Regions from separate parts of the Mus musculus genome. Here all the other regions are linked to region 1. The links are chromatin contacts, called in public HiCAR-type and promoter capture Hi-C maps. All regions are on one chromosome and are shown on one strand. The core of a region is the stretch at or near the end of the contact, and the rest is flanking DNA. Distances in the headings are between cores, read along the strand shown. Region 1 holds the start of Creb3l2 (cAMP responsive element binding protein 3-like 2). Region 2 holds the start of Chrm2 (cholinergic receptor, muscarinic 2, cardiac). Region 3 holds the start of Fmc1 (formation of mitochondrial complex V assembly factor 1). Region 4 holds the start of Luc7l2 (LUC7-like 2 (S. cerevisiae)).

What was found. Promoter capture Hi-C pulls out the DNA fragments that hold promoters and counts their contacts. HiCAR-type assays count read pairs that join an accessible place to other places. Capture Hi-C pulls out chosen DNA fragments and counts their contacts.
Region 2: a HiCAR-type map of astrocytes shows a contact between it and region 1, with 3 times the contacts expected there. The contact joins the promoter of Chrm2 here to the promoter of Creb3l2 in region 1. A contact is called at or near these places in 2 of 39 promoter capture datasets (hippocampal neurons and stem cell-derived epiblast-like cells) and 1 of 115 datasets of contacts at active chromatin or transcription factors (astrocytes).
Region 3: a contact with region 1 is called in a promoter capture Hi-C map of embryonic stem cells, with 2.7 times the contacts expected there. The contact joins the promoter of Fmc1 here to the promoter of Creb3l2 in region 1. A contact is called at or near these places in 4 of 39 promoter capture datasets (the 3T3-L1 cell line, 3T3-L1-derived adipocytes and embryonic stem cells), 1 of 15 datasets of contacts at CTCF or cohesin (pro-B cells), 2 of 484 Hi-C or Micro-C datasets (CD4 T cells and regulatory T cells) and 1 of 115 datasets of contacts at active chromatin or transcription factors (pro-B cells).
Region 4: a promoter capture Hi-C map of adipose tissue shows a contact between it and region 1, with 2.5 times the contacts expected there. The contact joins the promoter of Luc7l2 here to the promoter of Creb3l2 in region 1. A contact is called at or near these places in 1 of 39 promoter capture datasets (pre-B cells), 1 of 484 Hi-C or Micro-C datasets (embryonic stem cells) and 1 of 9 other capture datasets (adipose tissue).

The regions. Positions count from the first base shown.
Region 1 is chr6:37,440,758-37,443,457 of GRCm38.p6, forward strand. It overlaps Creb3l2 (cAMP responsive element binding protein 3-like 2), which reads right to left and starts at 1,391. Exons shown (of 12, transcript NM_178661.4): 1 at 942-1,391. The coding sequence starts at 1,043. Gm33318 (predicted gene, 33318) reads left to right here and starts at 1,753. Exons shown (of 3, transcript NR_166917.1): 1 at 1,753-2,276.
Region 2 is chr6:36,386,730-36,389,429 of GRCm38.p6, forward strand. It overlaps Chrm2 (cholinergic receptor, muscarinic 2, cardiac), which reads left to right and starts at 1,355. Exons shown (of 3, transcript NM_203491.3): 1 at 1,355-1,637; 2 at 1,875-2,022. It overlaps 9330158H04Rik (RIKEN cDNA 9330158H04 gene), which reads right to left and starts at 1,505. Exons shown (of 6, transcript NR_015589.1): 1 at 1,427-1,505; 2 at 934-1,227.
Region 3 is chr6:38,533,434-38,536,133 of GRCm38.p6, forward strand. It overlaps Fmc1 (formation of mitochondrial complex V assembly factor 1), which reads left to right and starts at 1,428. Exons shown (of 2, transcript NM_025363.3): 1 at 1,428-1,577. The coding sequence starts at 1,440. It overlaps n-TRcct1 (a tRNA gene), which reads left to right and starts at 498; the gene lies at 498-570.
Region 4 is chr6:38,549,994-38,552,693 of GRCm38.p6, forward strand. Luc7l2 (LUC7-like 2 (S. cerevisiae)) reads left to right here and starts at 1,341. Exons shown (of 10, transcript NM_138680.3): 1 at 1,341-1,915. The coding sequence starts at 1,855.

The DNA of each region.
Region 1 (2,700 bases), core at 141-2,640:
TGGCAAAGGCCAAAGAGGTGGAGCCTGCAGGCCGTTTTGCAAAAGTTTCAAATATCCTGGTACTGACCCCATTAACAGCACTAAGACAGAAATGCAGCCAAGCCTGTCCTTACCTCAGTCCCTCAGCAGTCCCTCAGTGCCCCCCACCCCCACCCCTCCCTCTCAACTTCTAAGAGTTCTGAACAAAGCCACATTACCAGCACTGGCTATCACAAACAAGATTTTCTCTTGCAAAAAGCTGAAAGTGACATCTTTAAATGATTCACGCTTCTGACAGTTGAGTCTCCAAAGAGGTCTCTGCGGGGAAGGAACTGGTGAGCTGTCCTACCTCTCCCCCAGAGCCTCTCTGAAACATGCAGTTGCCTCAGATTTTCCCCTGAAAAAGGGAGGAAGCAGTTCGAGGCTGTGCAGATGAAGCAGCCAAGTGAGGCGGCCGCCTTCCCGTGCGGTGAAGGAAGGCTTTTAACACGAACATTTTAAAGCTATAAACAAGAAAGTAAAGAAACTGGATGGGATGGGGACAAAAAACATATGGGATGACTATACTACATTAGCTTGTCCAAATTTTGGATGTGTGTGTATTGTGTGTGTTTTTTTACAAACCTTACCATTTTAAAAAAAAAATCAATATAACTGGGCGGAGGTATTATTCTCAAAACACGTCGCTTCCCAGCATTGCTGTACCGTTAGCAATAGGAAATGGAGCTACCGACAGGAAAACACTATAAACTGCTTTGGAATACAAAGGGTCACTTATTCGGAAGAAAGTTTAAAGGCTCCAGCTGTGCACCTTAATGTGTTCATAGAAGAAAACTCCCATCCCCAGACCTCTTAATATAGTCATGCCCTTCCCCAAACGCTGCCTCCCAGGACCCAGCTGGTGACAAAACCCGCTTTTCTCCTCACCCCCGACTCCCTTTGCCCGGACCACGGGTCCTCACCGTGTGGTACATGAGGGCCTCAGTCTCTCCGGGCTCTGACAGCTCGCTCAGCTTGCGGTCCCACTGCAGGACGCTCTGCTCCCCGCTCTCCAGCACCTCCATGGCGGTGGGCGCCGCGCAGGGCCGAGGATGCTGAGGCAGGAGGGGACCGCGCAGAGCCGCCGCGGGCCGGTGAGACGCTTCTCCCCGTGTACTTGGCGTGTGCGCGCGTGGAACTTATGCACTGGAGCAGGAACTCGGGAGAGCCCTGCCGAAGGCTACGCGACCCTTGTCCTCGGAAATCTGTGACTCCCCGGGGAGGACAAGCCTGCTGGGATCGGGCGGAAGGTGCAGGGGTTAAATCGGGCTGTGCATCCAAAAGGAAGGCAAAAAGGCAGCGCTCATCCCAAGAAAGTCCTCGCGCAACAAGCCCACTCCCCACTAGGGCTCCAGACAAACTTTGAGACTCCCTTGGGCTCTTGAGCTCTGCCCCTGGATCCAGAGGCGACCCCACCTCCTTCCAGGCCAGTGACCAATCGAACGCCCGTCTTGCCATCTATACCGTATCAAAAGTCCCTTTCTCATCCATGTCCCTCCCCCAGAGGGAGAGTCGCGCGAAGTCTCCGCCTAGTCCTCGGAATGTGGGCGGAGAGGGTCTTTTACGTCACTGGGGAACGCCTCCTGCCGGAGCGTCGCAATGGACCAATAGGGTGCTAGGGTCTAGAAATGATCGACTGAAACATAGATCAATGAGCTAGGGAGACCTGGAGGAGCCAACCAATCAAATAGCGACAAGAATACATTTTTATAAGAGAGGGCGTGCGCGCCCAGTGTCCTCCCTAAGAGTCTCCGCTTAAAGGAGGTTTGTTTCGCGAGTTTATTTCCTCAGAGAAACCAAGCGGATTGAAGCGCTGTCTACATTTCAAATTAGTTTAGGTCGCGTGAGTCTGTCTGGATTTAAAAGAATGCACCACATATATGAAAATGCGCACGTGAGCAGAAATCTGAATTATCACAGTTCTAGCACACATTCATTGCTAGCTTTTTATGTAGTTTTATGGCCTTTATTAAACAGACATTAGCCAATCTTGCCACACGTTTCCAAGTCCTAAATCAGAGGGCTAATTTTTTTTTTTAAATTCATAGGATTTTGTTGTTTTGTTTTTGAGACAAGGTTACCTGTAGCCCAGGCTGTCCTCAACTGCACTGTGCAGCTAAGGCTGAGCTTGAACTCCTGATCCCTCTGCCTCACCTCCGGAGAGCTGGGAGGGACTGCACGGTTATGCCACTAGTGCCTGCTTCACAGATCTTTTATTCCCAATGGAGTACCAGGCAAAAAAATGAGAGGATGGCCAGGTGGGTACTATTCCAGATACTGGTCAAAGAGGTAACGGATACTCTCCTGAGTGTCGTGGATGAAGTGGGGCTTAGGGGAAAATAAGTGTTTTAATGGCTGCAAGATGCACCCCAAAGTGAGTGTTGGGAAAGAGATCTAAGCCTTTGACCCCCTTAGAGAAGAAAAGGCCTGCTCTATAGCATTTTCCCCCAATGTGATTTTTCTTCTTCCCTTTTGAGGTTTCCTTTTATGGAAACAGCCTTAGTTGGCTATAGTTTAACCATTTTACATACAGGGCTGTGGTTCCAGGTGGTTCTTACAAGGGGACAGTCAGGTATCAGGTCTACAGAGAGTTTTGTCTTCTTCAGAGCGTGGTTTTGCTGTGTGAAGACAGAAGTCTCAGAACTTTACACTGTCTTTAAGCAACTTTTATTTTTCATGTAA
Region 2 (2,700 bases), core at 105-2,604, 1.1 Mb before region 1:
TTCAGAACTGCCTTTCTCAAACAAGACTAAAATGCCTGCGTGGGACTCAGAGGGCAACGACATACCCTTACCATCCTTTACACCAGGATGGCTTTTATCCAGCAAAATTGAATCTGTGTCAGTCCTACTTAGGCATAGCTGTAGGATTTTCATTCACCAATGAATTTATATTAGTGTATAATTTATAGTGTTGATGGTCAGCCTCTCTACAAGAGCTTCATGTGGGTATTTATTCTCAAAGATGAGAAACTCAGAAAGAAAAGGAACCGTGGTTTCATTATTCTGTGTGCTCTTTAACACCCAGCCAAGGACAGGGCAACACGAACTGAGCTGAATTCCATTGAGCATAATAAATAGCAATTTCTCTGTCTCTGCGATCAAAAAAGAGATAGGTCCTGTTCTTTGTTACTTAGTTTAAGGTTCCAATGACTCCTTCTTTAATTCTATTTGGCAATGAAAGCCTCATTCGGTAGCACATATTTATGTCATCAGATACAATATACATCATCAAGAGCAATTGTCCTCAACGACACCTTAGAATAATCACATTATGATATTATCAAATAAGTTCCATACTTTCAAACAATGGGTATAAATCTGGGAAAGAATTTCTCATTAAAATAAATGAAGGCAAAAATTAGTCCATGCTCTGAACACAGGAAGTTCACATCTTTTATTTTCCTCGATAGACAGCAAAATCCCACCTCACCAACACCTCACTAGTACACTCTCTTAACTACTACTCCCCATTAACTGATGGAACACACAGGCATCGACCTGTTTGGGAAGAAAGAAAAAAAAACAGCAAAGACAGATAAATATCTGTTTCTTTCTAATACATTAGTTAGCATCAAAGAAAGAAATAAACAATCTGAACAATTCTCCATGACTATATATTTAGTACAAAGTACATTTATTCTAACATTTCCCCACCTGGAAACACGGGGCATAAGTATCTTCTGCAATCAACAAGCCTTCTTCCCAATGTGCCCTGTCACCTTTGTAGCAACCTGGCACCTGCTGACATGGGACCTAGGGGTGGTGGTGGTGGTGATTGCAAAGGTTGTGGTGTAGAAATTGCAGACCGAGAACTGGGCTCCGGGGTCGGACATGGAGAGATGCAGAAAAGAGCTGAGAGAGAAAGCTGTCATATTTGCACCGAAGAACCGCCAAATCAGAGCGCAGAGAAGATTTCATTGGCGGAGCCCCCTTCAACGGCAACTAATCCTGTCAGAACGAAAGAAAATTGTAAATGCTCTCTCCAGAAACTGTCCGCCCATTGCAGCTAATCGAACACAAACGCACAAATAGAGGCACCACTCTCGCTCTGCTGCTACACACAGCGGGTGAGGGCGAGGAGACCAGTTCCCGGGAGCAGGCACGCGGGGGCACAGACACACTCATTCGCACACACGCACACACGCACACGCCAGCCTGCGGGCTTGGCCAGAGCCCTGAAGTCGCAGATCCCACTTGGAAATCGCCAGAGGCACTGGGAGAAGTGGAGGAGCGCAGCTCCCAGACACTAATTACTACTTCCCCGGCACTAGGGTGAAGAAATGAAGCCCGCCCAGCTCTTCTCCACACCCAGGTCTCCTTTCTGTTTCGGTGTTAACTGTCATCTTCCTGAAAGCCAGGTTTGAAAGTCTTATTTGCCTGTGTTTTGGGGGTGTGATGCTCAAGGCGGCAGACAGATGTAATTTAACTCCAGTCCGAATTGTCTAATTGGGGTCCCAGATTAGCCGAGTGATACGACCCATGTGAAATGCCCCGCAGCCTTCTCTGAGCCTTGGGGTCCGCAGTCTCCCCGCCTCCCTTGCCCCACCCGTCTAAGTGCGGTGGCGACAACTAATCTTTCGCTTTTCTCTCGCAAGATCCAGGGAGAAGGCAAGCGGGCAACCAGCTGAGGACTCCGAGCTGTGCCGCTCGCTCCCAAACCGGTCCAACCTGAGCCCGCCAAAGGCTCCTCGCTCCAGCCAGACTCCACCAGATCGCAGCCCCGGGCGACTAAGTCAGTGACAGGTAAAGACTCTGCTATACCATGGTTCTCTAATTGTCCATATCAAGGGCCCTGGTACCTCGCAGCTCCTCCCCATCACCCGACCCTGGCCGCAGAGGGTCTGGGTTTGCAAGAATTGTTTGGTGGTCCCTGACACGTGCAGGTTTTCCAATGGAAACTTTGGCATCTGGGGCTTGCTGGAGAGGACACGTACCTTGGCGGGTCTGAAAGAAGGAGGGGTTTCAAAGCTGGGGCGGGGGAAACCATTGGGATAGCTAAGTCCAGTGGAATGTGGCAAAAAGCAGCCTGTGAGCGCCGATACTCCAGTATGGCTGTCTTTGAGCTTGGCACCCCCTCACCCTCGCTACCACACTCTGGTCCTCTTCATCCCCCCGCCCCCCAACTCCAGATGCTGCCGTGGGAAAGGCAAGTAGAGCTCAGTCTCTCCTGCCGCTCACCCATCCCCCTTAAGCTCCCCTTATACCCTAGGGTCTGGGCACATTGCATTTAGGGTGGAGGCCCCTCTCGCCACCACTCCACGCTGTCCCCTGACTCCGCCTTGGGAGAGAGCCTTCTGGTGAGGACGACAGGTTTAGTGCTGTTGTTCCCGGACCTTGGCAGGGGAACAAGGTTGGGGAAGGTTTCCAGGAGGAGAGAGAAGGGAGTCCTCTGCAAGCCTATTTTCCTCCGCTGGCGCGCGC
Region 3 (2,700 bases), core at 178-2,677, 1.1 Mb after region 1:
ATTCTAATACATCCTTGGCTGCGGAAATGGCCTCAGCGCTGTAACCGGAAACAGAAACTGACCACTACCTAAACGCCACCTAACGACCAGCTAAGAGCGAAGACAAACCCTGAAAGTAGCCCAATCGGAAGGGGCTTGGCTTTTCCTGTTACAATCTGACAAAGAATAGGACCAGAGGGAGGCTCGAGGAACTGGTTTCCGCAGCCCGTTTGGCTCTGACGTCTCCCGGGCCCACTTTTGCGCAGGCGCAGAGCTACTACGCACAGAAACACGAACACGTAAGCAAAAGCGGGAGCCCGTTCGGCTTCGTGGCATCCACTGTTTGCAGGGTGAAGCGGTTGACTCTTGGCATCTAAACTACATTTCCCAGCAGGCATCCGTTTCACACTGAGGCTGAGTTTGGTTCTCTGTGATAGGGTAAAAACAATAAATTTAAGTGATGACGTACGAAACAGGAAATAACTTGATTATGGTGTTTGAGGACATCAGTAGAAGAAGCCCCAGTGGCCTAATGGATAAGGCATTGGCCTCCTAAGCCAGGGATTGTGGGTTCGAGTCCCATCTGGGGTGGTTCGTTTTTTTTTTTTATCTATTTTAACATCATCTAATTAGATGATTATTGCGAGTCAAACTTACTGTTTATTTTATGTATTTAGAGACAAGGTCTCTCTACCTAGTTCTGGCTGGGTTAGAACAAACTGCAGACCATAATGGTCTATGAGCTGTGAGATCCGCCTGCTTCTGCAGGCAGTGAAGGCGTGTGCCACAACGCCCGGCCATCTTGTTTTAAAACTAGAGAACTGCGGGGAAAAACAATCAAACAAAAAAAACAAAACGAAAAAAAAAAAAGCCAGGCGTGATGGCGCACGCCTTTAATCCCAGCACTCGGGAGGCAGAGGCAGGCGGATTTCGAGGCCAGCCTGGTCTACAGAGTGAGTTCCAGGACAGCCAGGGCTATACCGAGAATCCATGTCTCGAAAAACAACAATAAACAAACAGAAAAACAAAACAAAACTAGAGAACTGGATGTGAGGCTTTACTAGTAAAGGGGCTGCAGTTTGCCATACCAGGGTATGAGTTCATTTTCTTCTCCTAGGCTGCGGGGACCATAAAGTTGGAGGTCGGTACGTTTAATTTTGACATCCCTGGTAGAAACAGTAAGATCTTTTTGGCGTGACCTATGTCCAGACATCCACATACTCTCCTGCCAGACACCTTTCCTCAGAGACTCGGCGGCCATCAGCTTACGGCAGTCCAAAGGGACGCAGTCAGAAGGGCCGAGAGGATTCGGCACCTTCCCTTGCTCTCCTGGTCCCCTGAGGTGCCTGTCACTCGCGTTTCCCTCCAAGGGTGGTCGGTAGAGGGCGCTGTGGGGCGGAGTGGGCGGGGGAACACCTCGCCCGAGGCAGTGAGGGACCAGGCTCTCCAAGGACAGAAAAATGGCGGCCCTGGGGTCCCCGGCGCGCACTCTGCGGGGCCTTCTGAGGGAGCTGCGCTACCTGAACGCGGCCACCGGGCGGCCATATCGCGACACAGCGGCCTACCGGTACCTCGTTAAGGCTTTCCGAGCACATCGGGTACGGCATCCGCGGCTGGGTGGGCTCCAGGTCGCGGGAGGGCGGATGAGGGGGCGGTCTGCGCAGGTGATAGAGGGTCTCAGGACAAACGTGTCTGAGTCACCCTGTCCTCCACCTGCGGGTCTCACCACAGACTCCAGCCCTTCGGCTAACCTGCGGTCTGAAATCCCCTACTGGCCCAGAAGCCGCGTGGGGCGCACCTTCCTAGGGACTTCGTATCTGCCACCCACCGGGGTGGAGCTGTCTCTGACGATTTCATTGGTTTGTCTGGTGCATGGGGTGTGGAATGGAGTAAGGAGCGGGCGTTGTGTGAAGTGGGTCCTAGGGGTCGTAAGACTTAAAGGCGTAAGGGTACAAGCATCCCCTCTCCTCATCCTTTCTACATTAAAGTTTTAATAGGAAGCAGTGTTTTTGTGATTTGACGGGTGTGTGTGTGTGTGTGTGTGTAGGTGTGTGTGCGCGCGCCTGCTCGCGCGCGTGCTTTTGCTTGCTTGCGTGTTGGTGGGGAATGAAGATACAGAATTTCAGCATTACTCTGGCTGACCTGGAATTTGCTGTTTAGACCAGATTGACCTTGAACTCACATCTGATTGCCCTTTTCTCCTGAGTGTGGGGATTAAAGGCATGGGCCAGGCAAATGCAATTTTTAAGGCAATTTAGTGGGGAATATTCAAGAGTTGAAGAGTGGTACTGTTTTATTTAGTACTAGCCTTTCACCACTGAGGAAAGCAATATCTTATATTCTATGGAGATGTCACATCTTTAGCCTTCTGCATGACAGGATACATGACATGTTTTACTGGTGTAACAAACATAAACATACAGAATGCTATCCTTGGGAAGTGCCATTGTGAAATCCACAGTTCATATTCCTCTTAGAAAGGAATGGAAGATGGTTAATTTTCCAAATGTGGTAATGCTCAATTCTCTGCCTTTTGGACAAGATCAAATACAAACACTAAGGCTCGGGGACAGTCACCTGCCCAGTTCTGCTTGATCAAGCATGGCTACAATTTAGGGGAATGGAAACTTAAGTTCTTGAGCAATTATCTTAACTACAGAATTTGAGCATTGCAAAACTTTAGAACTAAAATTCACTTATCTTTTAAAAAGTTATGTTAGG
Region 4 (2,700 bases), core at 91-2,590, 1.1 Mb after region 1:
GGGTAATGTTAAAAATTGGGAAGAAGCTGGGTGTGGTGGCGCACGCCTTTAATCCCAGCACTTGGGAGGCAGAGGCAGGTGGATTTCTGAGTTCGAGGCCAGCCTGGTCTACAGAGTGAGTTCCAGGCTACACAGAGAAACCCTGTCTCGAAAAAACCAAAAGTTGGGAAGAAAAAGTGGAGAGAGACGACATGTAATTAAAAAAACAAACAAAAACCCAAACAACAACTAAACAGTTTTATGCTAAGTTGGCAGCTCAGTTTGTCTTTTGTGTCAGGGTGATGCCTAACTTCTGCAGAGGTGAAAAATGTCTCCATTCCTAACCTATGCTGAGTCTCCGGTATTCTCACTTTTTAAGGCTATTTTTCTCATAACATTGACACCCTGTCTCAAAAACAGTACTCTGAATAATTGTGTTTTTTTTTTTTTTTGGCAAGTTGCTGACTAGATAACGTAATTTGCATCGGCTCAGTGCCTAGTTAAACCTTGGAATTGTGATGATTCTTTCATATGATTTTAATATGAAGCTGGCGCTAGTTTGAAGTTTTAGTTCCTCAATGCATGGGCAATTATAATGAAACGGCAAAAAATATCCATAATTTCCCAGTTATTATCTAAAGTTGCGACGTTTCAGCTTAAAAGACTCGCCAGTTTTTTTTTCCTTTTCGAAAACCGGTAAGCAGCCGTGGCCTAAGTATTTCCCGTTGGCTCACTCTGGCCTCAGCCCCACCAGCCTTGAGATTAAGAAATCAACTACGGTTGGAAGGTCGCAGTCAGCAGGGCGTGGGAGTGCAGGGCGACAGTCAGCCAAGAACCCCACGGAAACGCTGCTCTGCATTATGGCCTGTCCCAAGCTCTCACTTTGCCCAGCTCCGAATTCAGACTAGCAGCTTCCAGCTGTCCTAAACGTAGCAGAAGGGGTCGGGAGGCCTGATTTCCACTGTGTTGATTTCGCGGTTTGTTTGCTTTTTCTTTTTCCTGAACCTGACATGTCCCGAACTCGGGCACTGATGAGGGGCAGTGGCCTGAGGATAAGGTTAGGTGTCCTCCGCTCGGGCTCGGGGCTCCCACGGGCTTGCGATTCCGCCAGCATCCGTCGGGAAAGCACTAACCCTGAGAACTTCTGTCGCACTACTTACTGCGACTCGCTCTAAGCTCGGCACTGGCTAATTTGCGGCTGGACGCCAGGGCGGCAAACAGCAAAGGCCTAAGTGACCTGCTGCTTAGACGCCCGGGGCCGAAGAGGCTTCGGAGTAGGCTAAAAAAAAAAAAAAAAAAAAAAAAAAAAAGAGCATCATTCTCGCGAGACTCAGCCTCCGAGAGGGGCGGGGTGAGCAGACGTGAACGCGCTCGGGAGCCGTTAGGGTGGGACCCTTCGTAGGAGGGGCAGGGCGGAGCGCAGCGACGTGGATGGCGATTGGCCGAACCCCCACGGGAAACGACTAGGCGCGAGCTGCGTGCGCGCTCCCGTCGCGGCGGCTGCGAGCCGCGTCAGAGCTCGCTTGCTGGGGGGGGGGGTTGACGGCTTCTGGCGGGTGTTGGTGTCGGGAGGAGGCGAGAGTCGGCTTAGCCTGTGTCGCGTCTGTCTCAGGAACCGGACGGAGAGTGAGGGCACCAGGGCTCACTCTCTAGGGGGGCTGCCATTTTCCGCGTTCACGCCGTCGTGAGGAGCGCAGCCCGGACTCTCCACGACCCCTCCGACTCCCTACTCGCGGGCCTCGAGGCCGCGGCGGCCACCGAGACAGCGCCGCACCTCCCCCACCCCTTCCCCTCGTCCCCCGCCCGCCAGGGCCCGGCCGGTGCCCCACCCCCGCCTGCCTGCCCGCCCGACCGCCCGCCCGCTACGCCGCCGCCATGTCGGCGCAGGCCCAGATGCGCGCTATGCTGGACCAGTTAATGGGCACCTCTCGGGACGGTAAGTCGCTGCCAGAGCCCTGGGGGTGGGGGAGGGGCCGTGCCTGGGGAGGGGGAGGCCTCCGAGGGAGCACTTGGGCGCGCGCGTGCGGCCGAGTAAGGGGTTCCCAGATTGGTAGCGCGAGGTCCCCCCCGTCTCTCTTCCAGTCCAATCAGGGCTTGGCAGGCGGTCTTGGGGGCGGTGACCGTGCGGATTGGCGGGAACTGCTGCCAATGCGGCGAGGCGGGGCCTGGGAGCAGAAAGGGGAGTTTGTGCCTTTTGCTGTTGACTTGGCGGGGTTGGGAGAGCCCAAGTCTGTCTTGGAGTAGTGGGGCGGTCAGTTTGACTATTGATCAGGGACCGGCGGGGCGCTCAGGTCTCCACCCCCAGCTCCAGCTCCTTTCCTCTGGGCTTTCGGATCACCCCTCGCCGCCGTCCTCTAGAGTGTGGAGAGAAACATCCCCTCCCTCCCTGGTCTTAACGAAACCACTACTAACCCCCAGTTCCAGGGACGCTTCGTCGAGCCCTTACAGAATCAACTTTTTTTTTTCGTGTGTGTGGAAAATCTGACCCAAACCATGGTTTCTTAAAGTGGGTGTGTTTGGCCCCATTTTGTAGAAGTGTTTAGGCCTATTTTTTTTTCCCACCGAGAGACCTCCATTTTGTTAGACCACGTATTAGAGACTTCAGTAAATATTGGCAAATTTTACCTGTGCTGAAAACAGAATCATTTTGGATATTTGATGCCCACTGAATTAGAATTGAAGGAAAGGGCTTTTAAAAATACAGTTAGATTAGAATCCTTA